2 separate regions of the Mus musculus genome follow, and region 2 is linked to region 1. The links are chromatin contacts, called in public HiChIP or PLAC-seq maps. All regions are on one chromosome and are shown on one strand. The core of a region is the stretch at or near the end of the contact, and the rest is flanking DNA. Distances in the headings are between cores, read along the strand shown. Region 1 has its middle 55 kb from the start of Cst10. Region 2 holds the start of Syndig1 (synapse differentiation inducing 1).

Region 1 (4,000 bases), core at 524-3,023:
ACCTTCTGAAGCAGACCCCATTTCAGGCTCCAGACATCCAGGCACCTTCCCTGCCAGAGCAGAGGTGTCCACACCGCACAGGAAGGCTTTGCCACAGCACCTGGGGGAGCCATCCTGGTTTCCGGATCCCACCAAGACTAGTCTGCATAGGTGAGAGTTTGGACTACAGAAGCTACACAGATTCTGGGACAAGCCCAGTTTCGGGCCTTCATCTTCTGCCAGGATGCAGGTCCAAGTGCCAGATATCTGTCCACCTGCCCTGCAAGAGGAGAGCTGGTGAGGATGTGGAGAAAGAGGAACACTCCTCCATTGTTGGTGGGATTGCAAGCTTGTATAACCGCTCTGGAAATCAGTCTGTTGGTTCCTTGGAAAATTGGACATAGTACTACTGGAGAATCCTGCAATACCTCTCCTGGGCATATATCCAGAAGATGTTCCAACTGGTAAGAAGGACACATGCTCCACTATGTTCATAGCAGCCTTATTTATAATAGCCAGAAGCTGGAAAGAACCCAGATGCCCCTCAACAGAGGAATGGATACAGAAAATGTGGTACATTTTCACAATAGAGTACTACTCAGCTATTAAAATGAATGATTTTATGAAATTCCTAGGCAAATGGATGGACCTGTAGGGCACCATCCTGAGTGAGGTAACCCAATCACAAAAGAACTCACACAATATGTACTCACTGATAAGTGGATATTAGCCCAGAAACTTAGAATACCCAAGATATAAGATACAATTTGTGAAACACATGAAACTCAAGAAGAATGAAGACCAAAGTGTGGACACTTTGCCCCTTCTTAGAATTGGAAACAAAACACCCATGGAAGGAGTTATAGAGACACAATTTGGAGCTGAGACAAAAGAATGGACCATCTAGAGACTGCCATATCCGGGGATCCATCCCATAATCAGTTTCCAAATGCTAACACCATTGCATGCACTAGCAAGATTTTGCTGAAAGGACCCAGATATAGCTGTCTCTTGTTTGCCTATGTCGGGGCCTAGCAAACACAGAAGTGGATGCTCACAGTCAGCTATTGGATGGATCACAGGGCCCCCAATGGAGGAGTTAGAGAAAGTAACCAAGGAGTTAATGGGATCTGCAACCCTATAGGTAGAACAACAATATGAACTACCCAGTACCCCCCAGAGCTCGTGTCTCTAGCTGCATTTGTATCAGAAGATGGCCTAGTCGGCCATCTTGGAAAGAGAGGCCCATTGCTCATGCAAACTTTATATGCCTCAGTACAGGGGAACGCCAGGGCCAAGAAGTGGGAGTGGGTGGGTGGGGGAGTGGGTCAGGGAGCGTGTGGGGGACTTTTGGGATAGCATTGGAAATTAAATGAAATAAATACCTAATAAAAATAAAATTAAAAAAGTAATGAAAATAAATAAATAAATAAAATTTTAAAAATTCTGTCAATAACTAATAATTCAGAGATAACAATTGGGGCCTCCTCCACTCTTCTAAATTACTTAAGGTGTTCATCTCATGATAAATATCTATAATTGTTTTGAATTAATGCATTTTGCTGTCCTTTATTGCATCTTCCTGCTTTTACACACTACCTGCTCAATACTTGTCAATGTCTCCTGGCCCACAAAGGGGCAGTAACTCAAGATTCTGCAGGGCATGTTCTGAATCCACAGTCAAATGATTTGCAAGACCCAGAAGAACTGCTGATAATCCTTTCAGAACTAGTCCCCAGGATGAACTGCACCTGGAACTTACACATATGACCACCAGATGGCACCCTTGATCTTCTCATGAACCCCTGTCTCCAGATCTCACAATCCATCTCACCTCGACGTATGAGAAGCAATCGGGGTTTACTGTAAATGGTGGAGCTTTGCTATATAACATGCCCTGGTGACTTCTTACAGTCACAGAAGGTATCTGTCTAAATATCTGCCAGTGCTTCTCTGGGATAACTGGTGATACTAGGCTTCAATAACCATAGCATGTATTTGCAGATGGCAGTACCCTCCCCTACCACAACTTCTTTCTTTTCCTAGATCCACCAGGAAGTCCTCAATGAGAACTTTCAGTAAATGTAAGTAGTGTAAAATTAACCACAGTGAAAGACAGGAACTTCTCAGAGTAGCAGAGAGAGAGAGAGAGAGAGAGAGAGATCATAGTTTACATTTTTTCAAAACCTCATATTCCCTTGCAGAAACTGCTTATAAAATGCTGCTTTTATGTTTAGAGTTCTCCCTAAAAGCTATGTGACAAAGCACTTATTTCCCAGTGCTTTTCCACAGCACTTGGTAGTTCTGCTAATCAATGTTAATGTTTTCCAATTGTCCTCAGTACGACAATTATGTGTGCCCTTTGTGAGAACAAAGTGGGGTATTTCCACGTTTGTTAGGATCTCTTGTCCCTGTCTTGGAGTATGAGTCACCTATCTATACATTTCCTTTCATCTGGAGATTTCAGCTGATCTAATCACGACAAATATGGTGTTCAGTTGGTTTATGGAGTTAACTATCATTTCAAACTTCTAGTGTTCTGGGCATATGGTATTTCTATATAACAGAGTGTAGTGGAAGAGTCAGAATAAGAAAGAAGAGAAGCTGTTCTAAAGACAGAAAGTATGAAAAAGCCACAGAAATCCACACTGAATATGACCAGGATTGCTGAAAAGTCTAGAGAAAGGGAGAAGAAAAGAACAGTAACAAAAGTAGCCAAAACATTCTTGAAAAATGTCAGGAGTAGTACCACATAGCTTCTGGTCTCACTGTTACAGGTGCATAACTGAAGTCAGTAATATTTCCAGGTTATTATGCCCTGGAACAAAGATTTGAACTGAGGCACATGGATAGTAACAGAAAGGGAAACAGACAAGGAAGATGTTCACTTAAGGAGAAAAACAATTCCAAGTTCACACTATACCAGAACTGGAGAGAGACCAAAGCACATAAATGATTAATAAAAACAGAATTTCTGAGTCCCTTGTTCTGAAGATGTTCCCTATAAGGCTAAGTTTCCATAACCCTATTCTCTTCACCTTCACCAACTGTGGGTCTCTGTGATAATTGCAATCTACTGTATAAAGAAGCTTCTCTGAGCACAGTTGAGAGATGCACTAAACTGTTCTGCAAATTGAATTCAGATCCTCATTCTTTTAAAGCAAGCATTTTATTGACTAAGCCATCTTTCCAGAATCATATATATTCATTTCAATTAGGAAGTAAATAACTGCCTGGGAGTTTAATGTATCACTTAAGTCCCCAAATTTTTCCAACTTTATATACTAACGTGAGTTCAGTGTCTTAAAGGCATAATAATTCTGTGCTAATATCCACTTATCAGTGAAAGGAAAGGGAATAGCATTTGAAATGTAAATGAAGAAAATATATAATAAAAAGGATTTTAAAAGTTATAATAATTCATTATATGTTGTATGAAAAGTGGAAAGTGTCTGCTATGATGGTTTGAATGATATATGTCCTCCTTAGGATGTCGTATCTAAACTCGTTGTTGGTACTGTTTGGGAAAGGGTATAACATCACAGGAAGAAGCATAATATTTAGAGTTGACATGGAGAAGTCATATGCTTGTCTGTTTTGAGTTCACTTGTTCTGCTTCATGTGTGCAGAAGGTGTGATCTCTCAGCTTCCAACACCTGCCTCCATACATGTTGTTTAGAGCCAAATGTTCTTTCCACAGAAGTGTCTAATATCTCTGGATCACTAAGTCCAAATTAACTCTCTCTTTCTTAAGTCACTTTGGGTGACAGTATCATAACAACAGAAATATAACCAAAACAGAAGTCAGTACCAAGAGTAGGAACAGAACCTGACTGTATAGTTTTTCTGAAGTAAGTGGAAGACCTTGACACTTTGGACTAGAAAAGTGTTTTGATGCTTTGAGCAAAATTATCAGACCATTCTGATAGGAACCTAAAACATAGTAGTGCTGAGAGCAAAGTGCACTGAAGACTACCAGCTCAAGAGGTTTAAGATTTGAACAATATTAACAATTAAGCTA
Region 2 (4,121 bases), core at 73-2,572, 480 kb after region 1:
GCTGCAGAAGTTGAGAATGAGTGTGATATTTAGATGTAAAGAAGACGTTCAGATGAACCCAAGCAAGGAGCTTCTCTGAACACACCTGGGTCCACTAATCAGCTCAACCTCCTTCCTAAGCCATCCAAATCTGATTTTTTTGTTTTCTATGTACAGCTAAAGGTCCCCAGAAGCCAAGTGCTGCACAGGGCTCCCAGGCAGGATTTGAGCTACCTCCAACTCTGACACTCCAAATTCTACTTGGCTAGATGCGGCAGTTTCTGGGGGCAAAATCTTGGTTTTGAGGCAAGGGGCAGGAATCTATACAAGATAGCTATAGATCCAAGGAACCACTAGGGAATTAGCAATGTTGACTCCCCAGGGAGAAAAAGTTTGGGTTTGGGAGAGCTGAAGCAAGGTGAATTTTCCCTTGTTTTGAAAGGGGGTCATTCAGATAAGACAACTTTTGATCCTCTTTTTGGCGAATTTTCTAATTCCTTCTCTATAAAATCTGTAAGGAAAACACGCCCACTCGAGCATGATTTTCCCCAACGTTTGAAATGTAGATTGTCTTCGTAGGCGGCTCTACTAGGGCTCTCCTCGACCTACTCCAAGCCACCACTCTGCCCCACCCCCAAGGCGTCGTCGGCCCAGTTTCCTTCCACAGCAACTACCATGGGGCCACCCGCAGTGCACCTACAATGGTGTTGGTCCGAGCTACAGGCTTGAGTCCCAGAGTACCGATTTCAGGCTGGTCTCTGTCTTTATTCCTTCTGCTGGTCAGGACGTGGGTCTTTCTCTGAACCTACAGTGTCCAGAGAAACCTTCTGAACCTCAAGTCGACCTGGAGCCTGGGAGGTCTTTTAGGACCAAGGGAAGCCACCGTTTCCACAGTCGGCGGCTAATTCTTGTCCTCCTAGTTCCCAGTGGCAGTCCCCCTTCCCCCATCTCAGTCGCCCCAACGTTTCCAGACACTAGCCCCCGGCCACCCGCCAGCCGCTATCACTGGCGAGGGCACAGCTAGCCTGGAGCAAAGTTAGTGGCCACCTTCGTGTGCTGCCGCTCTCTCTCCCCCTCCTCTTCCTCACGGCCACCTTCTCCCGGGGACCGCGGCCGCATACTCTTGCACACAAGTCGCCAGGCTCCGCGAGACCAAAGAGTGGAACGGCACATCCCGGGTCACCCCTAGTTCAGCCCGCGCCCTTTGTGCTCCTAGGGGCCAAGAGGACCGGGTTCTGGAAGGGTGGCGCCGCAGCCCTGTGTTCGGCTCTCGGGAACTGTGTGCTCGGGGCAGCCCAGGGCGCTGGCAGTGATCCAAGGAGGGGAGCGGCGGGGGAAGCTGCGCGCAGGGGAGGGCAGAGGCGGAGAGCCACGAGCCCAGAAGCAGAGGCGGGCTCCGCACCGCCCCGCGCCCCTCACGCTTCCCGGCTCTCGAGACGCGCGGGCGGCCGCCTGGGCGCACCAGCCGGGTCACCTTGTCCCGGAGGTAAGTCCCGAGCACCAGAGCTGCGCGGGAGGACCCCGGGCCACCGGAGTGGGCGGGTGTGGCGGGCGCGAGAGGATGCCCTGGCGCAGGCGGGTGTCCTGCTCCGCCTCGCAGCGCGCAGACCAGGCGGCGGTGATGGTGTGCCGGCCGCGGTAAGTCCTGAAGGGTCGCAGTGGCCGGACTAGGGAGACACAGTGTCGCCCCGAGAGAGGGGAGATGGCGCCTGACGGGGAAGATGCAGAGAGGACAGGAACTGGTAATACCGGCCCAGGGTGCGACTTGGCGCCTTGCCACCTTGGGTACCCAGGCGGCGTGAAGGGGCTGCTGTGCGACGTCGGTTAGAGCTAGTGCGTCTGTGTCTTGAGTTCGGCAAAGCCAGGCTGCTGGGGGCCAGGCCGGTGTACTGGAACACCTAGATGATACCGACCAGTCCCTGGAGCTACCTAGCTGAGTCCAAGAGGGGCTGGCGAGAAAGGCATCCGCGGAGGTGGCAGTCAGTGAGGTCCACATGGGACAGGAAAGCAAAGGGCCGAGGGGAAAGAGAATGTAGAGTTCCAGAGCATCAGGATTGGGGTGGGTGGGTGCACAATCGGTTACCTGAGCGGAAGACCGGACTTCTAGAACCCTTCACCTCCATCCAAAACGAGACCGGTTTTTATGAGCTGTCCGGTCCCTGGCAGCGCGACAGTCTGCAGCCTCGGAGCCGCCAGTCCTGGCGCCGAGATGGGCGCAAGCAGATGCGATTAAAGGGTTCAGATTCTAATTTTGTTGTCTCTGGGCGTGATTTCTACACTTCATTCGTGTCCTCTCTGTAAATACTGGAGAGAGTGGAGCATCCATGGAGTTGGACACTTTTCTTAAGAAAGAAGGGCTTTGGGCATGTGCCTGTTTTGTTGGACCCTAGCGGTGTGGTGGAGGAACCTTCAGTTGAGCTTTGGGCAAGTAGGATAAGGGTTGGTTGGCTTTACTAAAGGACCACAAGAAGGGGTCTTCTGGTATTCCTCATTTTCTGTGGGGTGTTCTGCTAGCAGAAGCGCAGGCACACGGTGCCTCAGACTTAAGGTGCGCACCACACTCCTGCGGTGTTTGATGTGGAGGTGGCGCCTCTGCGCTGCGGGCAAGAACTGGGTTGCCTGTGTCTTTCATAGTCTCACCAGGGTTTTTGGTGCAGCAAACAGTGGTCTCAGTTTAGCTGTTTGGGGGACGTAGGGGTCTGACAAATACCTAGGGGCTGTTTTTCTGTTTAGAATCAGGCAGCGGGACATGCATCTCTAGGGCCCTCTTCTGCAGAGCCGCGAGGTGGTAACCATCAGGCTGCGAACTGCGCAGACCTGCAGCTTGAGCGGTGTGGGGGATGGAGGGGGGGACGGTGCAGGGGGTAACAACCTCCTAACATATCTCAGAGCCTGTGGATTTTTCTTTGTCAAGGTGTCTGCAGCTTGGGTGTTTGCAGAGAAGTGGTTTCAAAGAGGGGAAAGGGGGTCCTGATAAAAGTGTCTGTAGCCTGGTGTCTGTTTGGAGGAGGGGAGAAGCTGAGGGGAATTTTCAGAGAAGTTGCTCATGCCTTTGACCGCCGTTTCGAAGTTTTAGACCACAGGTGCGGGGCCTGTGGATGTGTGAGAAAGCATCTTTCTTTCCTCTTTGCTTCCTTCTCTCGCACCTAGGAACACTTTAGCCTTTTGCTGGGACAAGCTTGTCTCTGTAAGTGATCAGATGCCCTTCTCACCCTGCCCCCACTGCCTGCCCCTGCAGAGAGGACTCATAGTAAATTAGCTGCCCCTTTTCAGTGAGAGAGGGTACTGTGGTACCAGGGAAGAGGGAGCAGGAAGGAAGCACTTCAAACTTTCCTATTACAGAAATCTTCAATGATATGGAAAGGTAGAGAGATGCCCTTGGCCTTGGCCGCCTCCTCCTTGTTTCTCAGAGTCCTGGAGGCCTTGTTTGGGAAAGACTTCAAAATCTATTCCCAAAAGGATGACTGAGGGGAGGAATATTCGGTGATTCCACATTATACAAATAAATCATAGCATCATTTGGTGTCTGTAAGCCTATACAATTATGAATGTATGAATGTATCCAACAAAGCAAATGTATTGGTTAAAATAATAAATTATATTGCTGTTAAATTGTATTTTTAAAATGAGCTAGAAAAGTAATATGTTTACATACGGGTTTTTCGTGAGTGCTTCATTTTGATTTTAACTTTAAAAAGAAAAAAAATAATTTCTAGCTGACTTTACCTGTCTGCACATGGTCCTGTCTCTGAGAATGATGGCAGTTTATTGCAAGCTGGCCTGGCCATCATAATAATTCGTGTGTGTTTTGTTTCTATGCTGGATTGGATCCCAGGGCCTCACCACAAATGCTAAACATTGCTATACCACTGAGCTACATTCTGGATTCAAAATATGACTGTTACTAATGATCTCAGTAGAGCACAGATGATGTTCATACAAGGAAAGATATTCCTCTCCTCATTTATATCGCAGGGGGGAAAAAAGATAGCCCGCTACTTTTATTGGAAGAACAAGTAGACCATTGCTGGAGGAAAGACAATTACAATTACTGAGGAAAACTGGCCTTTTAAATGTGCTATACCTGTCTACCTGGGGTCTGAGCAAGATTTTAGTTGACTAGTTCCTTCAAGAACAACAAA

Evidence for each region. HiChIP or PLAC-seq counts read pairs in DNA pulled down with a chosen protein or histone mark.
Region 2: a contact with region 1 is called in a RAD21 HiChIP or PLAC-seq map of pro-B cells, with 6 times the contacts expected there. The contact joins the promoter of Syndig1 here to the enhancer-like site in region 1. A contact is called at or near these places in 5 of 39 promoter capture datasets (3T3-L1-derived adipocytes, the C10 cell line, the HPC-7 cell line and 2 more), 1 of 15 datasets of contacts at CTCF or cohesin (pro-B cells), 3 of 484 Hi-C or Micro-C datasets (cerebral cortex and embryonic stem cells) and 2 of 115 datasets of contacts at active chromatin or transcription factors (embryonic hindbrain and large pre-B cells).

What each region holds. Positions count from the first base shown.
Region 1 is chr2:149,348,673-149,352,672 of GRCm38.p6, forward strand. No RefSeq gene overlaps it. Among named protein-coding and RNA genes, the nearest start is that of Cst10, 55 kb to the right of the region's middle. Within about 2 kb of position 1,774, at least 3 of the 459 cell types and tissues checked have an H3K27ac peak or open chromatin away from gene starts, as enhancers often do. A contact at or near this core is called in pro-B cells, where this site is marked.
Region 2 is chr2:149,829,461-149,833,581 of GRCm38.p6, forward strand. It overlaps Syndig1 (synapse differentiation inducing 1), which reads left to right and starts at 1,323. Exons shown (of 4, transcript NM_001085521.2): 1 at 1,323-1,465.